2 separate regions of the Oryctolagus cuniculus genome follow, and region 2 is linked to region 1. Evidence: chromatin contacts called from public Hi-C data. All regions are on one chromosome and are shown on one strand. The core of a region is the stretch at or near the end of the contact, and the rest is flanking DNA. Distances in the headings are between cores, read along the strand shown.

Region 1 (4,300 bases), core at 173-2,672:
GAAAACGAAAACTACAAAAACTTAGAGGCATGTTATCCTGCCCAGTAATATACATCAAGTAAAATGACTAATTAAGCCTTAAAAAAATCTTAGAACTCAGCTGACGCTGTGGCTCACTTGGTGAGGCACCAGTACCCCGGGTTCTAGTCCCGGTCGGGGCACCGGATTCTGTCCCGGTTGCTCCTCTTCCAGTACAGCTCTCTGCTGTGGCCCGGGAAGGCAGTGGAGGATGGCCCAGGTCCTTGGGCCCTGCACCCGCATGGGAGACCAGGAGGAAGCACCTGGCTCCTGGCTTTGGATCGGCACAGCGCGCCGGCCATTACAGCCATTTGGGGGGTGAACCAACGGAAAAGGAAGTCCTTTCTCTCTGTCTCTCTCTCTCTGTGTCTAACTCTGCCTGTCAAAAAAAAAAAAAATCTTAGAACTGTATAAATAACAAAGAGGAGTCATCCAAGGCACTGGTGATCTTACACAGAAATTGCCTGACTGCTTGAACTGCACAGCTGGACTTTCCTAAATCAGGGGTCCCAATCCTGGCTGTGCACATCAGAATTACCTGGGAGCTCTGGAAGCTGCTAAGAGATTGTTCTTACTTGTTTTGTGTTGCTGTTTTAAGTTGCCCAGGTGATTTTTTAAAAACATTTATTTAATATTTATTTATTTGAAAAGCAAAGTTACAGACGGAGAGAGGGAGAGACAGAGAGAGAGGTGGCTTCCATCTGCTGGTTCACTCCCCAAATGGCCACAACGGCCGGAGCTGGGCTGATCTGAAGCCAGGAGCCAGGAGCCAGGAGCCGGGAACCAGGAGCGTCTTCCAGGTCTCCCACAAAGGTGCAGGGCCCAAGCACTTGGGCCATCTTCTACTACTTTCCCAGGCCATAGCAGAGAGCTGGGTCAGCAGTGGAGCAGCTGGGACTCGAACTTGCACCCATATGGAATGGCGGCACCACAGGCAGTGGATTTACCCTGTATGCTACAGTGTCACCTCCCCACCCCTACTCCCCAGGGCATTCTAATGTACAGCCAGGATCCCAAACCTCTGGTTTAGAAGTTAAAGAGAGCCATCAAAATGTAAAATGCCAGTCACAACTGTTTACACAAATGGGGACATCTCAATGTTTTTGTATCACTGCTTGAGGCTTGTACTAGTCTCAGGAACAATCTGGTGATTATTTCCGGTTCCACAAGGCAATAGTCTTGAACTAACGCCAATTAAAGCTGGCTCTAACTGCTACCTTGTTTGTCTCCTTTCCGTAGCCTCAGATGACAGCTGATCCGCAAGACTGCCCTGAGCGAGACGGTGCCTCTATGTACCGGAGTGACCATGTGCTTTCTTGGCTTTGAAGTCTTCCACGTACAGTGCATGCCTACTCAGTTGCTTTTTCTCTCTTTTCCTTGCTCAGCGCTTAGAGTTTTGAAAGAAATTAAACTAAATATTCGTCTGAACTGGAATCTGGTTGCCAAGAATGTGCATGAGTCATAACCCCAGTGAGGAAGGTGCTCGCAGTGAAAAATATGCTTCCTCACAATAAGTTCCCTGGCTTCCTCTAACAGAACACGTTACCACTGCAATAGGTGATCAACTGCTTTTATTTTGAATAAATTCTTCCTTAATTCTGTAAGAAGTCATATTTTTTATAATTTTTATTTTTAAAGATTTATTTTATTGATTTGGAAGAAAGTTACAGAGAGAGGTAGAGCCAGAGAGAGAGAAAGCCCTTCCATCCACTGGTTCACTCCCCAAACGATCGCAACGGCCATAGCACAGCTGATCCGAAGCCAGGAGCCAGGAGCTTCTTCCGGGTCTCCCATGCGGTGCAGGGGCCCAAGCACTTGGGCCATCTTCCACTGCTTTCCCAGGCCATAGCAGAGAGCTGGATCAGAAGTGGAGCCGCCAGAACTCCAATCAGTACCCATATGGGATGCCAATGCTGCAGGTTGGGGCTTTAACTCGCTGTGCCCTAGCACCAGCCCCAAGAAGTCATATTTTTTTATTTTTTTATTTTTTGACAGGCAGAGTGGACAGTGAGAGAGACAGAGAGAAAGGTCTTCCTTTGCCGTTGGTTCACCCTCCAATGGCCGCCACGGTCGGCGCGCTGCGGCCGGCGCACCGCACTGATCCGATGGCAGGAGCCAGGTGCTTCTCCTGGTCTCCCATGGGGCCATCCTCCACTGCCCCCCCCAGGCCACAGCAGAGAGCTGGCCTGGAAGAGGGGCAACCGGGACAGAATCCTGCGTCCCGAACTGGGACTAGAACCCGGTGTGCCGGTGCTGCAAGGCGGAGGATTAGCCTAGTGAGCCGCGGTGCCTACATCATATTTTTAAATGTCATGACGTTTAGTGTTTGAACAGAAAGCATTATGAGCATGGAGAAGTGACCCACAGCTATATTTTCTTCCTTCCTCTCTTCATTGTCTACAGAGTGAATAAATGGCTCCAGAGGTCATCGAGCAACACCTGGCCTGAGCCACTGCAGTCACACGTGGAGACTGCAGTCACACGTGGAGACTTCAGGGACAGCTGGACACCAAGTGTCTGACACCCTGTCTTGGCAGCCTCTTCCTACATGGCCACTGTTGGCTGGAAGGATCCATTAGACACACTGCCCTGGGCGCCACGGTGGGGACTCCAGGTGATCTGGAGTAAGACCAGCTGGAATCCACCCCGGGGGCTGCAGCCAGGCCCCTCCGTGCTACTTTTGGAGATAATTTTCCTGTGTTGCCCACTGCCCACCCTCACCTTGTGGTTACGTGGTTTTCTGTCCTGATTCATCAGCCCTCCTGGCTGTTCTGTGAGCCTTTTAGTTCCTTTTCAGTGAATTCCTTTTCTTTTATTTATTTATTTTTTGACAGGTAGAGTTAGACAGTGAGAGAGAGAGAGAGAAAGAAAGAGAGAGAAAGCTTTTCCTTTTCCATTGGTTCACCCCCTAAATGGCCACTGCAGCTGGTGCGCTGTGCGATCCGAAGCCAGGAGCCAGGTGCTTCTCCTGGTCTCCCATGCAGGTGCAGGGCCCAAGCACTTGGGCCATCCTCCACTGCCTTCCCAGGCCACAGCAGAGAGCTGGACTGGAAGAGGAGCGACCAGGTCAGAATCCGGTGCCCCATCCAGGACTAGAACCCGGGCTGCCAGCACCGCAGGTGGAGGATTAGCCAAGTGAGCCGTGGCGCCGGCCCAGTGAATTCCTTTTCTAAAATTGGCCAGGGTCTTCCCTTCTTTACGGTAAGACTCCTAACCACTACTACTGCTACCCCAGTGAAAATGAAGTTCAGGGCAGGCAGTGGACTAATCCACCCACCACTTGCAATGCTGGCGTCCTGCATGGGAGTGCCTAGTGCCAGTCCTGGCTACTCTGCTTCAGATCCAGCTTCCTACTACTGGACCTGGGAAGCAGCAGATGATGGCCCAAATACCTGGGATCTTGCCACCCATGTGGGAGGCTCAGATGGAGTTCTGGACTCTTCCTGGCTCTGGCCTGGCCTAGGCTGTTGTGGGTATTTGGGGGAATGAACCAGTGGATGGAAGATCTCTGTCTCTCTCATCCAACTCCATCGCTATGCCTTTTGAATCAATCAGTCTTTGAAAATGTAAGTCAAGTTCAAACACCTCCCACAGTCTCTGGCGGGTGACCTGATCCCTGAGCACTTCTCTGCCTCTTCTGATTCTGTTCTCTTTGGCTGCCCTGCTGCAGCTGCCCTTACTGCATTTTGTCTCCCTCGCAGGCAGCTGCGGCCATCTGAGCCCCTTCCCAGAGCGCACATTCTACCTGCAACCCTCATCCTCTAGACCTCCTCCTGGTCATCCTAAGTCCCTGTGGCTTCCGAGCACGGTGCCATATTTGTCTATAGAAGGGACCATGGTTTGAAATTATATGTATACACACACACATGCATATGTGTGCTTGTATCTTGTCATTTATGTTCTGTCTCCCTCCTCAAATGTCCCTGTCCACAGGGCAGGGAATTCGTTCTTGTCATTACTCTATTTTCAGCACCTATAACACTGCTAGGCATGTCATAAAGTAATTTTTCACAAAGTATTTGTTCAAATAAATTAATTACTTTACAGTATCACACACCCTTGATTTTTTAAAAAAGGTTTTATTTATTTACTTGAGAGGTAGAGTTTTAGGCACAGAGAGGGAGAGAGATAGGTCTTCCATCCTCTGATTCACTCCCCAAATGTCCGCAATGGCTGGAGCTGAGCTGATCCAAAGCCAGGAGCCAGGAGCTTCTTCCGGGTCTCCCACACGGGTGCAGGGGCCCAAGGACTTGGGCCATCTTCTACTGCTTTCCCAGGCCAA
Region 2 (4,231 bases), core at 71-2,570, 160 kb after region 1:
ATTATATGCACAGTGTTTTGTCTTACATTATAATGTAAAAAAAAAAAAAAAGGCTTAGTCTAGGAATTGAACTATGCCCACTGAAGTGTAAATTGACCTTGAGGTTTGAGCAACTTCCAAGGCATAGAGCAAAAAATACAGATTGTGGAATCAGGGATATTTGGATTCAAATCCCAGCTTCATCATTTATTAGCTATGTAATATTGCAAAATTTATCTACCCTCCCCAAGATTCAGTTTCTCCTTCTGTGTAATGGGGGTAATGGTATCTTTTCCATAGTATTTGTTGTGAGGATTAAGTAACATTTTTTATAGATGAGGTTGCTTCCAAAATCTCATGGGAAATGGAATGAGACAAAATTTATTTTGCTGCAAAAAATTTTGAAATCCAGGGCCGGTGCTGCGGCACAGCAGGTTAAGCTGGCGTCTGTAGAGCCAGCACCCTTAATGGTCACTGGTTTGAGTTCCAGCTGCCCCACTTCCAATCCAGCTCCCTGCTGATGTGCCTGGAAAAGCAACAGAAGATGGCCCAAATGCACCCATGGGAGAGACTTGGAAGAAACTCCTGGCTTCAGCCTGGCTCAACCCTGGCCACTGTGGCCATTTGGGAAGTGAATCAGTGGGTGGAAGATCTCTCTCTTTGTCTCTCCTTCTCTCTGTAACTCTGCCTTTCAAATTAATAAATAAACCTTTTGAAAAAAATTTTGAAATTCATGGAAACAAAGGATCTTCAAGAAGTTCATGGAAATGATGAAAAAAAAGGCTTGAATTTCAGGTTTTTTTGCACCAAAATTAATTTATCTTTTAATTCCATTTCCACAAACTTTTGGAAATTCCACAACTTTTGGAAGTTATATATATATATATATGCACCTTTACATACATGAATGTATATATTCTAATATGTATATATGTGTGTATTCATCTGTCTACAAATCTATATAATATATAGTTCCTGGCAAATGTCTCCCTACCAGTCAGGGTCCACATTAAGTATTTCAAAAGAGAAAATGTATTAGGACTTAAAGAGGCCTCATAGAACGGGGGAAAGAAACAAGCCCTGGAGTACAGAGAAAATAACTGCCCCAGAAGCTCCCCCTGGCAGGGTGGGGAGCACAGGAGGAGGGTGGAGGTATCAGAATTCAGAGGCTTGAAGGAAGGCGCCTGGCGACCGCTGCTGGTGCCCGGGGCGGGGAGAGAGGGCTGGGCAGACACACAATGAGGCTGGTTCTTAGGATGCCAAAAACAACCCAGAATCCTGTACCAGGGGCTGCCAGGGTGAAGGCTGAGGCCGACAGAAGCCACACAAAACGACACATAGGGAGCCTGCTCCCTCCGGCTCCCTCCTCCAGCTGTGCAAGCTCCCTCGACTGCCCCCTACTGGCAGAGCTCGCTTGCGCCCGCAGGCAAAGGGGAGCCAGGCATTGCAGGTCTCCATCAGTGTCACAAAACAGAGTATGCATGGACGGGAGGGACCGGAGCGGAGAGAGGACAGCCACACCATGGAACTCAATGTATTCATTCACCGTTTACACAGCTGCCCATACTCTACTGTGCGGTTATAGCACACTAACCATTTTCATAGTGCTGGACGTGTATATTATGTTCACATTTTTATTATTTTAAATGATGCTGCAGTGAACATTCTCCTTTAGTTCTCTTTGGGTCACAATATTCTGTAGTTGGGGAGAGCTTCTTTGACATTCTTCAATGCATAAAGTATTCATATTTTTCTTCCAATATCGAATGGCTGATTATTAGGTAAACCCGGGTGTTATAAGTGTTATCAGCCAAATATTTCCTCCCATTTCATCCTCTTAGAAAGAACTCTCCTTGAATGATGGCTTCGCCAGCAGACTGCACTGAACAGAGCAGGTTCCAATAAAGGTTTGACAGCGATGCTGCGAAACGAATGACCTGCCTAAAGACAAAGGGTTGCCTGGAGATTCCAAAGATTAATTTCCTTCCTCATCAAATGGAACCAAACCCAACAGCGTGTGGCAATGGTGAGTGTGCTGAAGCACAGTGCTCATTACTCCAGGAGCTGCTCAATGTTTACCTAAGGCTTGCCAGGCCAAAGTCTCCCAGGAAACTTGTCCTTCAATAAACAGGTCATCTTTGAAATAGCCTGTTGTTTTCTGTACATATTCCTGCCTTTTTTTTTTTTTTTTTTTTTCCCCTGGGAAAGATGACGCCTGGTGCCCAACAAAAGGAAACAATTTTAGAAAGGCAAAGGCGCCATCTTGTGGCACATTTGGATTTCATCTTTTATTTTAAATCAACTGCCCCGCTTCTGTGAGTCACAGAATCCTTTGATCTTGTCTGCATTTCAGATTTTCCCGGCTCACTGATTTCATGGCGCGGAGGTTGGTAGTCATGTGCCTCTGCACCCAGCTTTTGTAGATATGCAATAGCACTTCCCGTGTCCTGCGCTGCTGTAGATCGAAGCTTATTTACTTTCAGCCTCCGCTTTGCAGTCTGCCTTGTCCATGTGCTTCAAGCTACACTTAAATATCTGCTGCTGACAAGGTGGAGGTGAGAGGATGTGGGGTCAAACCAACCGCAAGGCCATGCTCACTCTGCAGAGGTCGGAACCGTCACCCTTGAGCGTGGAAATGTCCCTCCCTAACTGGCTGCACTTGGGTGCAGATGTTCATCAGGTGCATTTGTGGATAGTGAGTCAAATGGAGATGTGATGGGTGATGGTGCAAGGCGGGTGGAGAGGCTGGGATCGGAAGGATGCTCAAAGCACTAGCACTGAAGGGCGGCCATTGCTTCCTCCTCGTTCCTCCCTGCTTGCACAGTACATGGGTAGAGGTGAGGGGTGCTGGGAACATGGGGCACCAGTGGGCTCAAAAAGGAAAACCTAGGACTCAAAGGGCTGGCAGCTCAAGGTTTCACCACTAGCTCCTTCCTGTTTGTCCCAATTCCTCCTACATCTCATTGTGTGGCCCACAATAAAGGCCTAAAATATTTCCTATGAGGAGATGAAAAACAAAATATGTGAATCAAATTAAAATATTTTCATAGCTCTTCATTTATTGTATGCTCTCAAATGTATCAGTAAAAAGAGGGTCTATAGAGTTTTTGGACAACTTGCCAATGATGGCCTTTTTTTGGTTGGAATCCAAGCTCTTCCTCCTGAGATTTATTTGTGACTTTCATCCTGACGCTCTAGTATTGAGCATAAGTTGCCCTGAATGCCCTTGGAGACTGCAGGTATTGGAGACATTCCCTCTACCCTTCTTGGTTTGTCTGCATCTAGGAGCCCGGTTAATAAGAGATGAATAAGAGAGAGAGGCACACACATATTATGAAATTTTCCTTCACAGATGAGTCAAGTTCAAAGAAATGGCCAAAGCCTATTGCTTTCATATGGAGGTACTTCAAAAAGTTCATGGAAAAGAAGAGTTCATGGAAAAATGGAGCTGAAAGATGAGTTTATTTTGCTGCAAAATATTTTTGGTGAAAAATCCTTTATTTTTATTTTTCTATTTGATGAAAATTATACATATTTACACACATACAATGTAAAGTTCAATCAGGGTAAATGTCTCTTCTCATACATTTAACATCTCTTTATGGCAAAAGCATTCACAATATGTTCTTTTTTAAAAAAAATTATTTATTTATTTATTTATTTATTTAGACAGGCAGAGTGGACAGTGAGAGAGAGAGAGACAGAGAGAAAGGTCTTCCTTCAATTGGTTCACCCCTCAATGGCTGCTGTGGTCGGCGTGCTGCGCTGATCCGAAGGCAGGAGCCAGGTGCTTCTCCTGGTCTCCCATGGGGTGCAGGGCCCAAGGACTTGGGCCATCCTCCACTGCACTCCCTGGCCACAGCAGAGAGCTGGCCTGGAAGAGGGGCAACCGGGACAGAATCCGGCGCCCCAACCGGGACTAGAACCGGGGGTGCCGGCGCCGCAGGTTGAGGATTAGCCTGGTGAGCCACGGCGCCGGCCCACAATACATTCTTAAGAAGAAATATACACTATGGTATCATTATCTGTGCAATGGAACTCTAGAACTTATTACTCCTTTCTAACTATAACTTAGAACTCATTAATCAACCTTTCCCCAACCTCCCTCCTCACCACCGTCCCCAGCTCTGGTAGCCACCATTTTACTCCTTTATGTGGTCAGTGTTTTCGGGTCCTACACATGAGGGAGATCATGAGGTACTTTCTTCCTGTGCTTAGATTATTTCACTTAATGTAGTGACCTGAGGTTCCG

The links. Hi-C and Micro-C count contacts between places; a contact is called where the count stands out from the background.
Region 2: a contact with region 1 is called in a Hi-C map of an unstated tissue, with 7 times the contacts expected there. The contact joins two enhancer-like sites. A contact is called at or near these places in 3 of 6 Hi-C or Micro-C datasets (ear pinna, skin fibroblasts and an unstated tissue).

The regions. Positions count from the first base shown.
Region 1 is chr9:92,054,554-92,058,853 of mOryCun1.1, forward strand. All of the region lies in intron 2 of LOC103349028 (a long non-coding RNA gene), which reads right to left. Among named protein-coding and RNA genes, the nearest start is that of SAP18, 19 kb to the right of the region's middle. Within about 2 kb of position 1,423, at least 2 of the 8 cell types and tissues checked have an H3K27ac peak or open chromatin away from gene starts, as enhancers often do.
Region 2 is chr9:92,213,846-92,218,076 of mOryCun1.1, forward strand. It overlaps LOC103349027 (a long non-coding RNA gene), which reads left to right. Exons shown (of 2, transcript XR_517255.3): 2 at 1,821-2,125. Among named protein-coding and RNA genes, the nearest start is that of ZDHHC20, 12 kb to the left of the region's middle. Within about 2 kb of position 1,321, at least 1 of the 8 cell types and tissues checked has an H3K27ac peak or open chromatin away from gene starts, as enhancers often do.